2 separate regions of the Mus musculus genome follow, and region 2 is linked to region 1. The links are chromatin contacts, called in public Hi-C maps. All regions are on one chromosome and are shown on one strand. The core of a region is the stretch at or near the end of the contact, and the rest is flanking DNA. Distances in the headings are between cores, read along the strand shown. Region 1 overlaps Kcnk13 (potassium channel, subfamily K, member 13). Region 2 has its middle 21 kb from the start of Psmc1.

Region 1 (5,399 bases), core at 830-3,329:
CTTGATTTACAAAAACAGGTAACAGCTGACTTACTTAGCTCATGGGCCATCGTTTGTCTACCCCAATAAAAGTCACCCGGAGAGCTCTAAAATGTTTTCCCTGTGCTCCGGCCAATTAAATTAGGATCTCTGTGGGTGGTGTCAGGCCCTGGCATTTGTTAAAAGCTCTTCAGGTGATTTTCAATGGGCCAGGATTAAAAACTACTGTTGTTGATCCCTGTCATTGTGTAGATCTGCTGAAGAGCGGGGTCCTGCTCTAATGTAATGTTTAGCTTGCTCCAGAAGGCTTGCTGCTCACTCGCGCGCTCTCTCTCTCTCTCTCTTTCTTCTTCCTCTTCTTCTTCTTCTTCTTCTTCTTCTTCTTCTTCTTCTTCTTCTTCTTCTTCTTCTTCTTCTTCTCCTCCTCCTCCTCCTCCTCCTCCTCCTCCTCCTCCTCCTCCTCCCCCCTCCCCCTCCCCCTTCCCCTCCCTCTCCCTCTCTCTGTTTCATTAACTGCAAGAAGTCCAAGCACATTCTTCTATGCCTGCCTTCCAATCATATCTTTAGAGAGATAAGACATAAAATACAGCCAAACTTATGAATCTGAAGCCCCCTGCTGGGACCTTGTGCTGCAGCTGGTGCATAAACTACTCACTGAATCCTTGTAACTGCTTCTTGGGTCAAAACTAAAAACACTCAGAGGACTCCTCTGGTCTTTCCATACCGTAGCCGCCTAAAGTTTCCTGAAAGCCAGGCAGGACTTACAGTTCCAGAGAGTAAGGGTCCATGATGATCAAGCAGAGAGGCATGTCAGAGGCAAACTAGCAATGGCTCCAATCTTTAAACACTCCAAGCACACCCCATGAAACATACTTCTTCCTGCAAAGCCACACGTCCCACCCTGCACAAACAGCACCAGCAGCTGGAGAACTGGTATTTAAATGCCAGAGACTATCGGGAGCAATTATCATTCAAACCACCACAACACACACGTTTTTACGTGTTCTTGTATCAATATTTGTGGGGATCTGCCAGAATTTGAGGAGTTGCCCTAAATTCTGTGACAAATTTTACATGTTTTAGAGTCATGTCTGTTGCTGTGATAAAATGCCCTGACAGATCAATTTGAAGAAAGAGCGAGTTTATTCCGTGTACAACTCCAGGTTATGGTCCCCCGTTGCAGAGACATCAAGGAAGAGCTTTGAAGCCGCTGGCCATTCCTGCAGTCAAGCAGAAACTGAATGCATGCCTGCTTGCTACTCCGATAGCTGTCTCTCTATTCTTATACAACCCAGGGCCCCAAACCAGGGAATGGTGCCATCCATCCACTTCCAGCCTGTGTCCTTCCCATACCAGTTAACCAGTCAAGGCAATCCCTCACAGACATGCCCACCGGCCTGGTGATTTCTAGGCCGTGTCAAGTTGACAAACCAACCATTGCAACATCTATCAGCAACCCTCGAGGCTTCCAAGTTCTCCACATTCTGAGCAGCTCTGGTTCTTCATTTCTTACATTAATACTTTTTTTAAATTAATAGCCATCCTAGTGGGTTTTTTTTGTTTGTTTGTTTTTTTTGTTTTGTTTTGTTTTGTTTTGTTTTTACTGTGCTTGTAACTTATATTTTCCAGGTCATTGATGGTATTGAGCATCTTCTCAAATGTTGGTAGGCCGCCTGTATGTCTTCTTTGGGGGACATCTACATCATATCCTTTGTCTATGTTTAAATTGGGTTGTCTGCTGCTGTTGATGTGGATGTGTGTTGATTTGGATGTGTGTCATCCCAGTGAAGATAGCCAAGTGATCCTTGCCAAGAACTCACCGAGTTTTAGCCACCTCTATTTACTCAGAATAATCATTGAATCTACCTTACGCTCATGAAAATACTTCCATAAAAAAGCTTGGAGATGAGCCGGTTTCCTGGTTTCCTGATTTCCTGGTTTCTTGGAAACCAGAGTTGACAAGCTTGCTCGGTAGTCCTGTGCACTTGGTTCATGACTTAGCGTTAGAAGTCATTAAAGATCCTCGTCTCAGCACCGGTGACTCTTGTGAGGGTCATGGGCATGGTTAACTGCCCAAAGCCTGGGCAGAATAGGGAAGGAAATGAGTAAGAAGTGAAATTAGGGTGTCTGGGCAACCCCTCTTCTTGTTTTCAGTGTAGCTGATGTGGCTATTTTGAGGTGCCCTCTGACCAAAGGACAAAGAGAATTCTTCATCACTAGTGTTTGAGCCAACTACCTTTCTCAGGAGCTAAAGCAATGCAGCTCTTTGACCCATCATCCCCCATCTGCAGTAACTCTCAGGCCTTTCTTGTACCTCTCTTTAATGGATTTTAGAAAACTTGCCCCCTCTCCTTTTTTAAGTTACCAACCTGGTTTTATCATAAATGTAAATAATTGGTGGAATGGATTTTTAGGCACAAACTATTACACGTTAAAAATAAACCCAATTAAGTCTTGATGGCAAAGCAGTGTGGTTATCGATAAACCACATGTAAAATACTTGAGCCAGTAACTTTAACATAAATTTTATATTGTCTTATTTTCTTTTTGAAACCGAATGTCCTTCCGTCTCTCCAGAAATTCATGATGACACAGCGTGTTTTATACTTAAGTTTGTGACTGATTACGATTACTTTATATCAAAAGCAGAAGTTGAAATTTATTTTTTACAACTTCTCCTGTGATTATAAAGCTTGCATTTTTTTCCCGTAAGATTTCTTTCTAATTGAGCAACTCCTCGCTTGATAATAATGATCAAAAGCACAGGAGTATTTGGGTACTTACTCAAAATTAAAAGTTCATTGAAAATACATCCCTGTAAGAGATTTGCAACTTTTCTAATTGATGCATTGTTAACTGACTACGTTTTAAAAGTTAGTTTGGGTTCAATTTTATTCATTATTTTCTACCTACCAAGGCTTGTTTAAATAGGCAAATGGGGATGGAATTTTATTTGACAATGCCACTCAACTCATTGAATGCCTTCTGCCACACATCCTGAAGAATGACCCCCTCTGTGTCCACATCCTAGCCCCTAAAACAGATGAATTGGAAAAAAAAAAAGGTACTGTGCAGAAATGATCAAACTAAGGAACCAGGAATGGAGAGAAGATCCTGTGTTATCCTGTGGGCCTGCGGCAGTCACAAGGGCATAAGACACAGGAGTTCGAGTCAGAAGAGATGTGCCAGAACAGAAGATGAGAAGAAATCTGAAGATTGGACATGAGCTTGAATGTGGAGGCAGGAGCCATGAGCCAAGGGATGTGAAGGAGACAACTGTATTGGTTACTTTAAGAGTGTGGGGATAAAATGCCTGGCCAAGGCAACTTACAGAAGGAAAGATCCATTTGTGCTTATGATTCCAGAGGGATGGGAGTTTGTTGGACATTTTGGCAACAGGGGGAAGGCCCAGCCTCAGGAGTAGCTGAGAGCTCACATCTCAAACCACAAGCAGGAAACCAAAAGTGGACTGGAATGGCATGTGACTTTTGAAACCTCCCTAGACCCAAGTATTTGGGTTTTTAAGGTCTGAGCACACTTGGGTAATTAATCATCTATAGGTTTCAGGAAATGGACATTTGGTGAGGAGTCCATTACTGGCTTGTCACGTTGGTATAGAGTGCCTTGTGTCTTAGGCATTCGACAGTGACTAAGTGCTCTAATAAAAGCATGAAAAAGTCCAGCAAGCTGGGTGCACATGAACAGAGCACTCAGTGCCCCCGGCTGCTGGGTGTCTTGCTGATTGGAAGGTTTTCTATGTACTTAAGAGCACATTATGTCCTCCTGGGCAGACAGCATGGCGGTTTAGAACAAGAGCAACTGAGATCTCCACATAGAATTTCAATTATATGAGATTCTCGGGTTGGTTGAACATTAGAATTGCCAAGGAGCTTAGAAGAGAGTCTATGCCAGGGCCTTCCACAGACCATTTTTACACCAGGACCTCTGGAGGCTGCTGGTTTAGCTATTTGCTAAAGCCCCCCTAGGTGACATTGAAAAAAGAGTAGAGCCATTGGCTTGGAATTAACCACATCTCTTATGTAGGTCTTAGCCTGTCCTGATTCCTTTTGTTAGGGTTCAAATGGTCCCCCTACCTGTCTGCAGGTTGAAATCTCAACATGTGGCTGTAGTTGGATATAGAGGGTTTGATAAAGTCATTAAGTTGAGTTAGAAAGTGGACAGGAGAAGCCACAGATTGCATCCTCAGCTGGATTCAGCCCTGGTGATAGCTTGATCTCGGATTCACTCTCTGGGCTCACAGTCTCCAGACGGTAATGTCATTTCAGCAGCCCAGGCTAGGGAACTTTGCTGTGGCTGTCCTAGCAAACCAAACCAGCTGTTGCTCAGTGGGCGTGGCTGTGCTTCCTTCAGTAGAACAAATTCTTAGGTGAGGGTTTGTGTCTCACCGGTTCCTTGACAGAGCAGCACTGCACTCTAAGACATGCAACCAAAGCAACACAAAGGGAGCCTAGGCCGTCTTGCTTCAGTCCTGACAGTTCATTGTGTGCCTCTGAGAGAAGCCTCATGAGACCACTGGGAGATGTGAGGTGAGAAGCCTGTGGCTGGGAAATCTACCTAGATCTTTCCAGCACTCCAGTTCCTGGACTGGATGAGAAGGCTTCCCAAGAGTGTATGGAAGGGAAAATAGTACCACAGACCAATGCCTGCATTTCCCCTCTATCCGTTCTGCTGTGACACTCTGTGTGTGTGTGTGTGTGTGTGTGTGTGTGTGTGTCTATCTGTCTGTCTGTCTGTTCATGTGTGTGTGTTTGTAGAAGCCAGAGAACAAACTGGCCTAGAATTCTCAAAGGAGGCTAGGCTGTCTGACCAGAAAACCCTAGGAAGCCGTCTGCCTCACCTTCCTGAAGCTGGGATTACAAAGAATTAACACAGGATTTGATTTAAAAACAAAAAACAAACAAACAAACAAACAAAAAAACCATGGGTTTGTGGGATCAAACTCAGGGATTTTTATCTTTCCAGGTTTCGATAATGATTTGTGTGTGTGTGTGTGTGTGTGTGTGCCTGAGTGTGTGCATATACACCATGTATGTACAGGAACCTGCAGAGGTCAGAAGGGGCACTGGATGCCCTGGAACTGGTATTTTAGATAGTTGTGAGCTGTCCTGTGGGTACTGAGAACTGAACCTGTGTCCCGTGTAAGAACAAGTGTTCTTAACTGCTGAGCCATCTCTCCAGCTTCCATGGGTACTGGGAACTGAACCTGTGTCCCGTGTAAGAACAAGTGTTCTTAACTGCTGAGCCATCTCTCCAGCTTCCCCTGCCCCATCTGTGAGTTTTAAGATTAGCTCTAAGGAGTTGCTGGTTTGTGCTCTTTTGGTTTTATTGTGGCTTTAGGCAGCTGGCGAATATCCAGTTTCAAACAAAGCCCAGCATTTCACACATGATCCCTAAGATCA
Region 2 (6,231 bases), core at 2,185-4,684, 84 kb after region 1:
GGTACAACCACTTTGGAAATCAGTTTGGCAGTCTCTCAGAAAATTGGACTTAGTTCTACCGGAAGATCCAGCAATACCACCCAGAAGATGCTCCAACATGTAACAAGGACACATGTTCCACTATGTTCATAGCAGCCTTATTTATGAGAGCCAGAAGCTGGAAAGAACCCAGATGTCCCTCAACAGAGGAATGAATACAGAAAATGTGGTACATTTACACAATGGAGTACTACTCAGCTATTAAAAGCAATGAATTTATGGAATTCTTAGGCAAATGGATGGAACTAGAAAATATCACCCTGAGTGAGGTAACCCAATCACAAAAGAACACACATGGTATGCACTTGCTGATCAGTGGACATTAGCCCAGAAGCTCAGAATACCTGTTTTCTTAATTAGTGATTGATACGGTAGTGCCCAGCCCATTGTGGGTGCTGCCAGCCCTGGGCAGGTGATCCTAGGCCGTATAAGGAAGCAGGCTGAACAAGCCATGAGGAGCAAACCAGTAAGCAGCACCCCTCCATGGCTCCTGCTTCAGCTCCTGCCTCCAAGTTCCTGCCTTCAGCTCCTGCCCTGACTTCCCTCACATAACCTGAGAGTTCTAAGCCGAAGTGAACCCTCTCCTCCGTAAGTTGCTCTTGGTCCTGCTGTTTCAGCACAGCAATAGTAACCCTAACTAAGACATCCCATGTGGATTAGTCTGACATTTTCTCATGATTAAGCTAGGGTGATGAGTTTGGCAGAAGCCCATAGAGGTGCCTCATGAACACACTTTGACAGAACTCATGTTAACTTTGGCCCTTGAATAAGACAGTGTTCCCTATGTTTGTCCACTGAGAAATTACTGTTTCTCACTTTCCATATTGGGTTCCTTGGAAACAAATCACTATGTCTGGCCCACACACCATAAGAGAGAATGAGGCTCTGCTTCCTGTGAGGGATGGTTTTTCTATGCATTATTTGAAGTTGTTATGACATGAAAATATGTGCATGGGTACGATTTACCTTGAAATATTTCACAGACGGGAGGGTGGCTCTAGACACCCTCCGTTCCTACTCCCTGGCTTCTCTTCCTCGTCGGATTAGAGCATGAGTTGCAGGCAGTACCCTATTTTGGTGTTCTAGTAAGCAAAACCCATTCAAAGGAAGCATCCTGATCTCTGATGTCACTGCCTTGAGAGAGGCCGCCTGTAAGAAGCCATGTTCCCCGGTAGGAAGCTCTCCAGCAGGTCTAGGCTCAACCACAGTGGGTGGAGCATCTTCTCTCCTACTAACCGGTTGCTTCTGTCCTTGGCCATATTGAAGTCCCACCCCACACATAATGAATGAGGAAATGCCTCTTCTCCTTTCAGGGGACAGTGTTTATCTATTATCTGGAATTCTCTCTGGAAACTTAAGGAGGGGAGCTCACACGGAGCAGCTCAGGTCTTGGGATAACCATTGGACTCATCCCATAAACAAGATGCCCCAGGGGACAGAGTCTGAAAAGGAGGACTGGCGCCATTTTCTCCCAGTTGTTCACTTTTTAAATAATTCATTGGGTGGGTGCCTATGGTCTCGGGAGACTAAAACAGACTATTGGTAAACTGAAGCAGGCAGCCACTCAGCATGGCCTCCTCTCCTGTCCATCCCAATCCACCCAGAAGTCTGAGGGTCCTTCTGGGCCCTCCTTCCCTTCGCTCATCCCTATCCAGTCAGGCACCAGGTCTGTGGTGCACACTGGTGTGTGAATAGAAGGGCCTGACAGATCCCAAAGAAAGATCTGGCTTTTACCCAGCTCCCTGGAGATAGCCTCTAAACCCCGGCAATGCACTGCCTGCTAAGAGTGTCCGTGTTTATCAGGAGCCTTGGGCCATCCAGACACTTTATGCTGCCAACACAAGTAACAGCAAAGGTCTTGGGCCATGCAGCATTTGCCAGAGTTCCCAGGAGGACAATAGCTGAATATCTCACAAGTCATATGGGTGACCAAGGGCCTGTAACCAACCTGTAATAAACACCCTGAATGTCAAGGTTCATCTGACCAGCTCTGCACATATTGTCACACATCATTGATGAGAGAAGCAATGTGGGACTCCTCTAGGACAGGACCCTGAAAGCACGCATCTGGCACTGTATGTACCGCCCCCTTATGCATCGCTGGCTTTTGCAGGTTTTAATCTTTCCTGTCTGGGTAATAAGCTACAACTGTGAGTTCATCGGCTCTTGTGAGTTCTGTGAGCCCTTCCCACAAAGCACTGATCCTCAAGACGGTCTTGGGGACAAAGCCCTTGTGTAGTAGACACCCACTTTCCTTGTATGTGGGTGGGCTGTCTCCTGCACTGCATCCTGAGCTCTGAAGTCAAGGTGGGTCCTGTCCAGTCTTGCTTTCTGGGAGCACTCGGTCTGGGGACAGTACACTGCGGGCATCTCAGAAAGGTGTGCCGCTTGAACTGCTCTGATGTGACAACACACTCAAGCACCAAATGACCCTCGACACTCACACACAGTAGACAGGACAGAACTTAGTGGGGCAAGATCATGCGATCCCCCAACAGATGGCTCAGCTTGGTTTCTGCCAGTGGCCCTTGGCCTCTGACCTGGGCAGCCAATCCTCAAGCCCTCTGGTATCTCTGACTTCATCTTCTCATCCTCTTTTGTACAATGCATGCCGAGATCTGTTTCTTCTTTAGAAATTCATGTTTCCTTGGAGAGAAGGGAGTGGAATACTCTTAATGTACCCATCTTCCAGGAAGGACTGCATCTGTCCAGCCATCTGGACAGATGTGGCCTGGTCCATCATACTGGCTTCATCATTGGGACGTTTCATCAGGATTCTGCTTTCCAAATGGAGAGCTGAGTGCTCAAAGCATGGACCCATTCATTCTCTCCGTACTCTTGGCTGTGGGTGTGATGTGACCAGCTGTCTCAAGCCCCTTCTGTTTTGCCTTCCTCTCAGAGATGGGCTGTAACACGGAACTGTGAGCTAAAATAAACCTGTACTCCCAGTTGCTTCTTATAGGAGCGCTCTGTCACACAACAAAAATCAAACAGCAGTTATGTTCACCCCTCCCTTCCCTTGTTGGGAAAGAAGATGACACATTTGTCCTGTAATGCTTCTGGAGAAAAGTAATGTTATCTCTAAATTGGCGTTAAACTCCACAGAATATTTGAATCATACTTCCACTTTTCTAGAAGATTCTACTCAGCCTGGAGCCTTTCAACACTTCCTTTCTCAAATCTCCTACGCACTCAGCTCCAGCTTTGGACAGCAACTTTTCTTCAATTAGGGGATGTTTGCGGTCAGGGCTTAGAGGTCATTTGGGTTGCATTGTTTTTTTGTTTTGTTTTGTTTTTTTCTTTCCCCATTATTAGAAATTGAACCCGGGGCAAAGCACTCCATCAGTGACCTACACCCAGACTGGTTTGTATTTTCAAATGAAGACAAAATCTTACTAAATTGTTTGGCTGGCTGGAGCTGGCTCTATAATCCAGTTATATAATCTTCCCACCTCAGGCTCCCCCCCTAGGAGGTTACGGGCCTACACCACCAAGCTTGGCTGGCAAGGGTTTTTATACAGCATGTCCTGCTGAAGGAGGACCTCCATGAGTGGCCCCAGAACTCTGCATTTCTAGGAAACTTCCAGGATGCATTTTGGGAGGGAACTGCCAGCCTCCTTCAGCCTTCACTTATATGTAGGTGCCAATTTTCTCCTGAGCCTGGTGTCTAAGTTAGGGTTTTACTGCGGTGAACAGACACCATGACCAAGGCAACTCCTATAAGGACAACATTTCATTGGGGCTGACTTACAGGTTCAGAGGTTCAGTCCATTATCATCAAGACGGGAACACCGCAGCATCCAGGCAGGCATGGTACAGGAGGAACTGAGAGTTCTACATCTTCATCTGAAGGTTGCTAGCAGAATACTGGCTTCCAAGCAGCCAGGATGAGAATCATAACTCACACCCACAGTGACACACCTACTCCAACAGGGCCACACCTTCTAATTGTGCCACTCCCTAGGCTGAGCATATACAAACCATCACACCTGGCAATAGTTCCAGTTGCCTCTTTGCCTCAGTGGCTGCTAGAATGATACATCTAGAAGACTGTTTCCTCAGTACTCAGCTCCCAAATACTGTCCCCTTCCCCTATGGACCTGTGTCACCGGTTTCCATCACTAAGCAAGCATAGTTCTCAGCCTCTGGTACCAGGAGCCAACTCCGGAGGGTGCGCCAAGCTGTCCATGTGGAAGCTGCCTACGTTGTCCATGGAAATGAGAATGAGGGGAAGATTCCTGCCCTCATAAGCTTAAACAGAACTGACTGGAGAGACATAGAGCCTGGGATCCAATACGCAGTCTACCAGCAGGAAGCAGGGAAGGAAGAGTTGGCCAAGAGAAAGGATCAGAAATCAGGGTGTCAGGATGGAAGAGGAAAGAACAGAGCAAAGAGGGAGTAGACTCCCAAGGCCACATTTTCCAGTTCTGGCTCATGATGGATAGCTCTGTAATTGAGAGGTAAGTCATAGTGACCAGGACCACCGATATAAACCTCACCAGGTAAGAGGCCATGACCGGCAGGACCAGGGGTACATTCTATTTCTAGAGCTGCCCCTGGGCTTGTCAGAGCATGCATCACAACTGTCTGACGCCTTTGACTTCTAGGGTATCCCCCTACTCCCAACATGCAAATTCTGTCAGGCTCAGAGCATCAGAGGCCACCTCCCTCTCTCGTTGTCACCATGTCACAAATTTCCATTGCTATCACCTTGGTTCTCTCTCCACTCAAGAGCAAGGAGAGGGGTCCAAAGCCATCATGCAGCCTGGATCACTCATCTTCCTTCATGGTGTCCCTCTGCCACACAGCAGGACATGGTGGTGGAAAAAACTTGTGTGTCCTCATCCTTGGAGAAGTCCTAGTGTGTCGTCCTAGATGGACGGTGAACAGGTAACATTACACACTAACCTGGAACTTCCAACTCTAACTGTGCTGGGAAGTAGAGGGATATGGAAGCCAGTGGTAGACACATCAAGAATCAGGGAAGAGGATCGGTTTCTGCTAAGCTGAGCGGGTACCCCTGGGATCGCTGTGGCTCCCCACACTGGGCCTGTTGCTAGGTTAAAAGAGTGATCATTGGAGCCTGCAGATTCCAGCCTCTTCAGAAAGAGCATTAAGGAGAAGAGTACAAATGTCAGTAGCTAACTGTAGCCACAGTCTCAAGGTTTCTCAGCTGCCCATAACCCCTCTAGTCAAACCACCAACAATCACCTACCACCAGTACTCTGAGCCATCCAAAGAAAAGCCTCCAGGGCCTGGTGAAATGGCTCAGCGGGTAAGAACACCAACTGCTCTTCCGAAGGTCCTGAGTTCAAATCCCAGCAACCACATGGTGGCTCACAACCATCATTAACGAAATCTGACACCCTCTTCTGGTGTGTCTGAAGACAGCTACAGTGTACTTACATATAATAAGTAAATAAATTAAAAAAAAGAAAAAGAAAAAGAAAGAAAAGCCTACAGCCAGAAGACTGACTTTGAAGAAAGGGATCAAGCTGGACTCCCCCTTCTAGCGCGGAGGACTTGAAAGAGGCAGCTGGTCTCAGAGCTTCGTTCTCACCAGTCTTGGAAGTGAGACTTTAGTGTCAACCTGAGGAGGCCGAGTAAGCTCCTAGATCATACACCTCTGCAGCTCAGCTCTGGCACTGCCCCACGTGTGCCTCCGTGGGGGCAGGGCAGCTCTCATGAGGTGGTTCCAACAGCAGTCATTTGGGTGCTGTATCAACCCAAGTCTCCCAATATGCTTCCTGGGAGGGCCTGGAATCAAGGCTGGCTCCTCAGCTCCCTAGGGTGCAACTAAGAGGCCTGGGGTTGACTGGTTCCCTGCAGAGGGGACTACACACAGCTGGCCACCTTCTCACATCCCTTAGGAGTTGGCAAAGACTGCCTGGTACTGATGCTGTGAGAGGCTGCAGCAGGGCTTGGTGCCATTTGTGCTGCTTACCCAGGTGTGGTGGTACTCCAGGACCAAACCTCCTCAGGCCCCACCAGAGGTCCTGAGGACAGAGGCATCCCTGAGTAAGGCTACACGGGGGACTTTATACATCCACACGAGTGATTGTTATCTTTCTAGGGAATCAAGCGCTCCTGTCTTCCACTCTAGGGACCTTCCTTATGCACACATCTTCAGCATCAATAGGAAAATAATCCACCTCTTTAAAATGACCCAAGAGTGCCACTTCCCAGAAAGGT

What was found. Hi-C and Micro-C count contacts between places; a contact is called where the count stands out from the background.
Region 2: a contact with region 1 is called in a Hi-C map of bone marrow-derived macrophages, with 72 read pairs. The contact joins two enhancer-like sites. A contact is called at or near these places in 13 of 484 Hi-C or Micro-C datasets (B cells, the C10 cell line, the C2C12 cell line and 10 more), 6 of 115 datasets of contacts at active chromatin or transcription factors (the 230-238 cell line, the HPC-7 cell line, bone marrow-derived dendritic cells and 3 more) and 1 of 9 other capture datasets (embryonic stem cells).

What each region holds. Positions count from the first base shown.
Region 1 is chr12:100,003,407-100,008,805 of GRCm38.p6, forward strand. All of the region lies in intron 2 of Kcnk13 (potassium channel, subfamily K, member 13), which reads left to right. Among named protein-coding and RNA genes, the nearest start is that of Kcnk13, 42 kb to the left of the region's middle. Within about 2 kb of position 2,080, at least 51 of the 459 cell types and tissues checked have an H3K27ac peak or open chromatin away from gene starts, as enhancers often do. A contact at or near this core is called in bone marrow-derived macrophages, microglia and peritoneal macrophages, where this site is marked.
Region 2 is chr12:100,086,322-100,092,552 of GRCm38.p6, forward strand. No RefSeq gene overlaps it. Among named protein-coding and RNA genes, the nearest start is that of Psmc1, 21 kb to the right of the region's middle. Within about 2 kb of position 3,435, at least 26 of the 459 cell types and tissues checked have an H3K27ac peak or open chromatin away from gene starts, as enhancers often do. A contact at or near this core is called in bone marrow-derived macrophages, microglia and peritoneal macrophages, where this site is marked.